Regions from separate parts of the Mus musculus genome. Here region 2 is linked to region 1. A link is a contact called in public promoter capture Hi-C data. All regions are on one chromosome and are shown on one strand. Each heading gives the region's core, a stretch centred on a gene start, on an enhancer-like site or on the middle of the called end of the contact. The rest is flanking DNA. Distances are from core to core; before and after follow the strand shown. Region 1 holds the start of Msantd3 (Myb/SANT-like DNA-binding domain containing 3). Region 2 overlaps Tmeff1 (transmembrane protein with EGF-like and two follistatin-like domains 1).

Region 1 (3,287 bases), core at 511-3,010:
TATCAATCAAATTTCCAATCTAAATTGATCTTCAAATTTCAGTCCAATAGTTTTCCTTTTTGTTTTTTGTTGTTGTTGTTTTGTTTTGTTTTTCGAAACAAGGTTTCTCTGTATAGCCCTGGCTGTCCTGGAACTTACTTTGTAGATCAGGCTGGCCTCGAACTCAGAAATCTGCCTGTCTCTGCCTCCCAAGTTCTGGGACTAAAGGCGTGCGCCACCACGCCCGGCTAATAGTTTTCCTTTGGTTACATCCTCAGAACAATATCTTTAAGGACTTCCGATCTGACATTACTTGGAAGGCCTAAGTGCAAATCATAAAGTTTGTTAGCCAATAGCACCCTCCCCACCCACCAGTCAGTTTCCTGACTCTGGGCAATTTCAAAGCTCCTGGGACAGTAGATAAGTTATTGTTAACACAAGGCAGAAAAAGTAGTTACAACTCTCTAGTCTAGTATTTTATAGGTGCTTCTGCCTCCATACCAGAAAATGTTAGGCTGTCTCTCTGTTCTTTCCCCAGTTCAAAAACCGGATGATCACCTGTTTAAAGACTGAATGTGTGACTCATGCCTGTAATTCCAGCATTCCAGAGGCAGAAGCAGGAGGATCTGAAATCCAAGGTCATTCTCTGCCTCATAGCAAGTTTGAGGCTAGCCTGGGCTAGAGGAGACCCTGCCTCAAAAAGCAACAACAAAGTTACACATGGCCACATTACCACATATGATCCAGAAATTCTACTCTAAGTATGTATCCCAAAGAATTGGAAACAGGTTCTTTAGACAAATGCATGTCTAGGGGTTTTCAGAGAACCAGTTCACATTAGCCAAAAGGTGGAAATAATCTAAACATCCACTAATTTCTGTAAGAACAGATATGCAAACTGTAGAATACACAATGGTCAGCTTATGTAGCCACAAAAAGCAATGAAGTAAGAGGCATGCTACAATCTGGATGAACCTTGTTTGGATTCTTTGACCTGGCCAGAGTGACCAGGCCCAATGAAGCTGGCCTGTGATATCAGCTACGAGCTAGGGAAGCTGAGGCAGGAGGTTTGTAGATTTGTAGGCTGCCTGGGCCCCAGAGTTCAATGCCAACCTGGGCAGCTTAGTGAGTACCACCCCCAACTACACACACACACACACACACACACACACACACACACACACACACACACATACACACATACACACAACCTGCCGCGTGCTCCAAAAAGACACACGACTCCATTTACATGAAATGTACAAAAAGGTAAATCGATAGAAACAGAAAAGAGATTAATGGTTTTCAGGGACTAGGCAAAGGAGTGACTACGTAATTGGTGCGGGGGTTTCCTTCGGATGGAACCCTTAAGAATAAGGAGGTGAAGTGATTATCGTTGGCTATTCTAAGTGTAATGAGTGCCACAGGATTGTTTATTTTTAAATTGTTATCTCTACGCTTGGTTGAGTTTCATCTCGCTTAAAAAGAAAAAGTTTGAGAACCTTCTCTTTGCCCTTCTCTGGGCTTGGAATCTTCTTCACGGATCTATGGCAAAAGAAACCGTCTTCATCCTGGGGGGAGGGGTGAAGGCCTTGTCGGCAGAAGGACCCCTGCCCCCAGTTGTTTAAGCCGCCCGGCATTCGTCGCAGCGCGCCTTGGGTCCCACTGGGTAGGCACACAGGGTCTGAGTCGTGTCCTGAGGTCGGTGCACGTAGCCGGGGTCCTTGGGGGGAGGGGGAGCGCACACCCCATCTCTGGAGACACATCCCGCCCATTAGAATCACAAAAGTTGGCGCTGAACTCAGAGTAGGAAGGGGTGCCGTTCCCAGCCTCGTGGAGTCCCCGACGAAAAGGGCCCACGTCAGTCAGGAGGCTCGCGCTAACTCGTGCGGGCGACTGCCACATCCCCGGTGTGGGAAAATGCATTCTTTTGTTGTTGGCGGAGACGGGCCCCTTCCGCAGCTCCCGGGCCAAGGTGGGCAGCGCGGCGGAACCGGGGCTCGGGAAGGTGGGGGACTGCACGGGGCCGCGCTCCCGCCCTCCGCGGCGCCCACGGAGCGGCAGGCGGCAGCGGCCCGCGAGGGGGCGGCGGCGCGGGGCTTTGTGGCCGCGGCGCGCGCGGCGGGGCCTGGCCGGCCGGGGGCGCGCGGCCGCCCGGCGCCTGGAGCCCGCGGCCCTGCCGGCCGCCCAGCCCGCCAGAGCAGCCCAGGCCGCCGCGCCCGCGCCTCCGCGCCCCTCCCCGGGACTTGCGGCCGCCGCGCCGCCGCTGCAGGTAGGAGGTTGAGGCCCGGAGGGCCGCGGCCGGCGGGGAAAGCGGGCGGAGCGGGAGCGCGGGGGTCTGGCGGGCTCCCGGGCCGAGCCGCCGCGCCCTCCTCCCCGCAGGCCGACGGCCGCCTGCGCGCGCCGCGGTGCCCCGGGAGCCCGGCCGGCCTGCCGCGTACAAAGCGCCGGCGCGCGGGCCTCGCAGACGCGCTGGAGCTCCCGGGACGGGAGCTTGGAGCCCGGGGCCCGGGAGGCTCTTGGGGGGAAACCCGGCTGACCCCGCGGAGCCCCGGTCCACATATCCCCACTGTGTGCGGGGGAACTGTGCTCACCGCTTTTCAGTACTTGTCTCCATTGAGACCCCCTGCCTCCTCCAGTCCGGTCCAGAGGTATAAAGGGCTGGGTCCCTCCTAAAGAGGATCTTAGAAGGAAATAGTGCATCACATCCCTGCCCGACTGACCTTGGGAAAGCTCCTTTACTCTGAGGCTGCTGGGTTGATGTTTCTATAATGGGGGAGTAGGGTGTGATGTAATACCCACCCCCAAGTACTATTGTGAGAGATAATGTGTGTCGGCTGATAGCTAAAATTAAGCACTTCATGTCCCAGGCCCTAGGTCCTAAACAGTTGGCTTGAATTATTAAACCATCGCACGGGCAATCTGTAAATTGCAGGAAGGGTTTTTATGTTGGAGTAAGAAACAAGAATTTAGTCTCCTGTTGTGATTATTGAGAATGGATGTTTTATTGCTATGATAAGTACAAAATGTTTTGCGGTACTTAGGATAATGGTTCTAGGATAAAGACACATATTTTCACACATTTAAAACTGGAGCTGGAATAATAGGGCCTGAGTTGTGTGTGTGGGATTTTCGCATATCCGAAGAGACCATGCGTGTGTAGTTACCCAGGAAATTGTTGAAAGTTAATAAAATAGTTCCTGAGTTTAGGATTGAGGCCAGCTACGAGAGTTTGAGACCGGAGAGCAAGAAAAGGGATGGAGAAAAAGTATTTCAAAACCCGGAGAAAGATGGGGTCATCCGCTTACTCT
Region 2 (3,287 bases), core at 441-2,940, 71 kb after region 1:
TTATCTTCATCTGCCTCGTTCCTGTTAGTCCTTGGTTAGTGCTTGGTTCGAATCCCACTTTCTCTGATGAAGTTTTCTTTAAGCACCCTCGCTGTAATACTAGAGATCAGGCATCATACTGTCTGTCTGATCGATTGATCTGGAACACGATTTAGCTTTGCAAATTTTTCCCCCTATTCTAACAGGATTATAAATAAGATCTCTGAGTACAGAGGCTGTGTTGATTTCTTTGTATCTCCTCTGTTTCTCCCCCGGGGACTTTTCCTACTAGAGGTATTGAGTAAATGAATTTTAATGACAACGTGACATCACCTAAGTAGCTCTTTATAAACATCGTCACGACTGTCCTCCTAATGTTTCTATGGCTTTTCTTAACAAATAAAGTAGATTGCACAGGGATGTCCAGTTCCACTCAAGGGTAGTTATTTTCATTATGAACGTGAGAAAAGGCATGAGGAAGAGTCAGGTCTTTGTTAAAGTAAAACACAGGGACAACCTGTTCTAGCAGTGGAAGAATGTCATAATACTATGCTTTTGTGTTAATGAGTGTGAGCCAGGCCATTAACATTCATGCCTCATTCTGAGAGTGCATTTTTGTTTTCTGCAGTGCCATACAAATTACATCCCTGTCTGTGGGTCAAACGGGGACACCTACCAGAATGAGTGCTTTCTCAGGAGGGCTGCTTGCAAGCACCAGAAAGACATAACCGTGGTGGCGCGTGGACCTTGCTACTCTGGTATGTATGATGTTAGAAATGACTCTGCCATATATTCTAAAAAAAGAATTTAGCCAGAAGCGTTAGGCTTACGTTGCTACAGGGATTGGTAGTGGCTGAGAGGGTTTTATTCATATATTATGTTACTGCTTCTTAACTTGAGTTGATTTTTGTATTGACCGTATGCCTGTTGACTATATTTTATGTGAGAACTTCATATTTACTTTGTTTGATATAATTTGGAATTGGGAACTGGCATAAAATAAGTATCTCTCTCTCTCTCTCTATCCATCCATCCATCCACCCACCCACCCACCCACCTATCTATCCATCCATCTATCTAATATCTGTCTATCTGTCTGTCTGTCTATCTATCTATCTATCTATCTATCCATCCATCTACCTGAGATGATTGTCTCTAGAAAGCCTCTATGAACATATGTCTCCAAGGTTGTATCTCTTTCCAAGTTTTTTGTTCTTTTCCATCGGTCACCTCAAGCCATCTACCTGCTCTCTCCTTTCTCTTTGACTTGGTGGCAGCTGGTTCCTGGGAGGCTGTAGTGTGAGCTGCCTGTGTGTGCTTGAGTGTGAAGGTGTATGTGCAGGTTAGGTACTGTAACTAGAGGTTACTGTGCAGGGGCCAGTGGTAAAGGTAGAGGCTGGTGGTGGCTCTATGCACTTGCTTTTCACAGTATGTTAGGGTGCTTAGAAGGTTGTAGGGCCAACTTTAAGTTAGTGGGCAGAGTCCCCAACACTGCTGTCACTTAGGTTACCAGTTAGAGTGCAAGAAGTTCCCCAAACTGCCCTCAGGTACAATTTCCTAGAAGGGCTCTTAAAACTCACTAAAAGCTATTAGAGTTATGATTTATTGCATGGAGAAGATATACTCAAAATTGGCCAAAGCAGAGATGGGTAGGACAGATTCTGGGAGAGGTCCAAACATGGAACGTCCAGCTCTGTCCTCTCCAAGGACTCACGGACAGTGTTACTTCCTCAGGGAGCACTGTCAACCGGGCAAGCGGAGCTCCAGCGCTGGGGTTTATCGCACCTTCATCCCCTATGTGGGATGTCGCCGATCTTAGACTCTAGCTCCTCTAACACAGTTTGACCCAAAGCTTCCATTTTAAGTCACATGACTGATCTTGTTTTTTCCATTTGTGTGTCTTGAGTGTGTGATATAAACATGCATGATGCATGTATTCAGGTAAACTCCTCTATGTGTGGGTGGATGCATGGCAAACTAGAGAGAGACATCTGCTATCTTTTTTTATTACTATTTTATTTTTGTAGATGAGTGTTTCCCCTGCTTGGAAACTAGAATCTGTGCAGAGCCCTAGAATGTCAGAGGAGAGTGTTTCGGAGCGAGAGTTGTGGGTGCTGGGAGATAAACCCAGGTCCTCTGTAACGGCAGCAAATGCTGCTAACCACTGAGTCAACTTCCAGCTTCTAGTCGTTATTTCTTGGAGTTTTGGTCTCACTGCATCTGTGGTATAGTTAGACTGGTTGGCCAGGAAGCTCCCAGGATCTGTCTCTGTCTGCCCAGGACTGGTGTTACTGGAATATGCTGCCACATCGGGCTTTTTACACGTACGCTCGGGGACTCAAACTCAGCCTCAGTCTTGATCTTGCTAAGGTGGCTAAGCCCTCATACTGTGAGGTGTGGCTGGCCTACTCTCTATTTCTGTTGTAGAGCTCACTCCCAACAGACACTACTATCAGGTATACTATAAATGACTGCCCAGAAGCCTAGGTTAAATATCAGACCTCTCTGAACAAGGATAGATTTTTACTGTACACAAGATTATTGTGCTCTTGGGCTGTCATGCGATGTGCTCATACACTTCTCTAAGTACATTGTGTTTCACAGGCTTCATCTAGAAATTTTGGGGACTCTTTCTGATGCTATATTGATCATTTATTAGGAGCACGTGTGTAAGACACCAGGTTGCTTTGATAGGCAGTGACAGGAGGTAGCTTGGCAGGTTGCAAACAACCCTGAAACTAGGAGCAGAAGGCCTCAGCGTTAAAATTGGCCCAGCTTTTATTTACCATGTAACCTTGTGCAGGCAGCTATGGCTCTGTGAACTCTGTTTCTCTAGGTCATTACATGGATATCTGCCTTCTGGGCTTGGTGAGCTCAGAAATACCGAGGTGGTGAGGTACCTTATTTTGTTGCTTGCTGACTGGGCCAGTGTTTTCATGTTTTTAGTCTTTAGAGGTGTCCTATTCTGAGAGTTTGAAATAGTTTCTCTTTCAATTACTCAGAAAAATCTCGTCTTAGGCTTTACTCTGGAGTTCTTCTTCTCTGGCCTCTCTAGGAAGTTTGTTTTATCGTCTGTGTATCTATGCATGTAGCATGCTGCATTTCACTTACCTGATCTGCTTGCTTACAGCCACTTAGGTGCTTTCTCAACCAGGAGGCTGTGTGTCCTGTCTAGGGAAGCAAAACACCTTCTCAGAACTGAGATGGACTCACACACACACACACACACACACGCACGCACGCGCGCGCGCGCGTGCGTGTGTGTGTGTGTGTGTGTGTGTGTATACCACTGATACAATTCTAACAAG

Evidence for each region. Promoter capture Hi-C pulls out the DNA fragments that hold promoters and counts their contacts.
Region 2: a promoter capture Hi-C map of hippocampal neurons shows a contact between it and region 1, with 1.5 times the contacts expected there. The contact joins the enhancer-like site here to the promoter of Msantd3 in region 1. A contact is called at or near these places in 3 of 39 promoter capture datasets (hippocampal neurons, macrophages and stem cell-derived epiblast-like cells), 2 of 484 Hi-C or Micro-C datasets (Sertoli cells and embryonic stem cells), 2 of 115 datasets of contacts at active chromatin or transcription factors (both in embryonic stem cells) and 1 of 9 other capture datasets (embryonic stem cells).

What each region holds. Positions count from the first base shown.
Region 1 is chr4:48,538,321-48,541,607 of GRCm38.p6, forward strand. It overlaps Msantd3 (Myb/SANT-like DNA-binding domain containing 3), which reads left to right and starts at 1,761. Exons shown (of 3, transcript NM_001145924.1): 1 at 1,761-1,951.
Region 2 is chr4:48,609,806-48,613,092 of GRCm38.p6, forward strand. Tmeff1 (transmembrane protein with EGF-like and two follistatin-like domains 1) reads left to right here. Exons shown (of 10, transcript NM_001356272.1): 3 at 608-737. Among named protein-coding and RNA genes, the nearest start is that of Tmeff1, 26 kb to the left of the region's middle. Within about 2 kb of position 1,691, at least 11 of the 459 cell types and tissues checked have an H3K27ac peak or open chromatin away from gene starts, as enhancers often do. A contact at or near this core is called in hippocampal neurons, where this site is marked.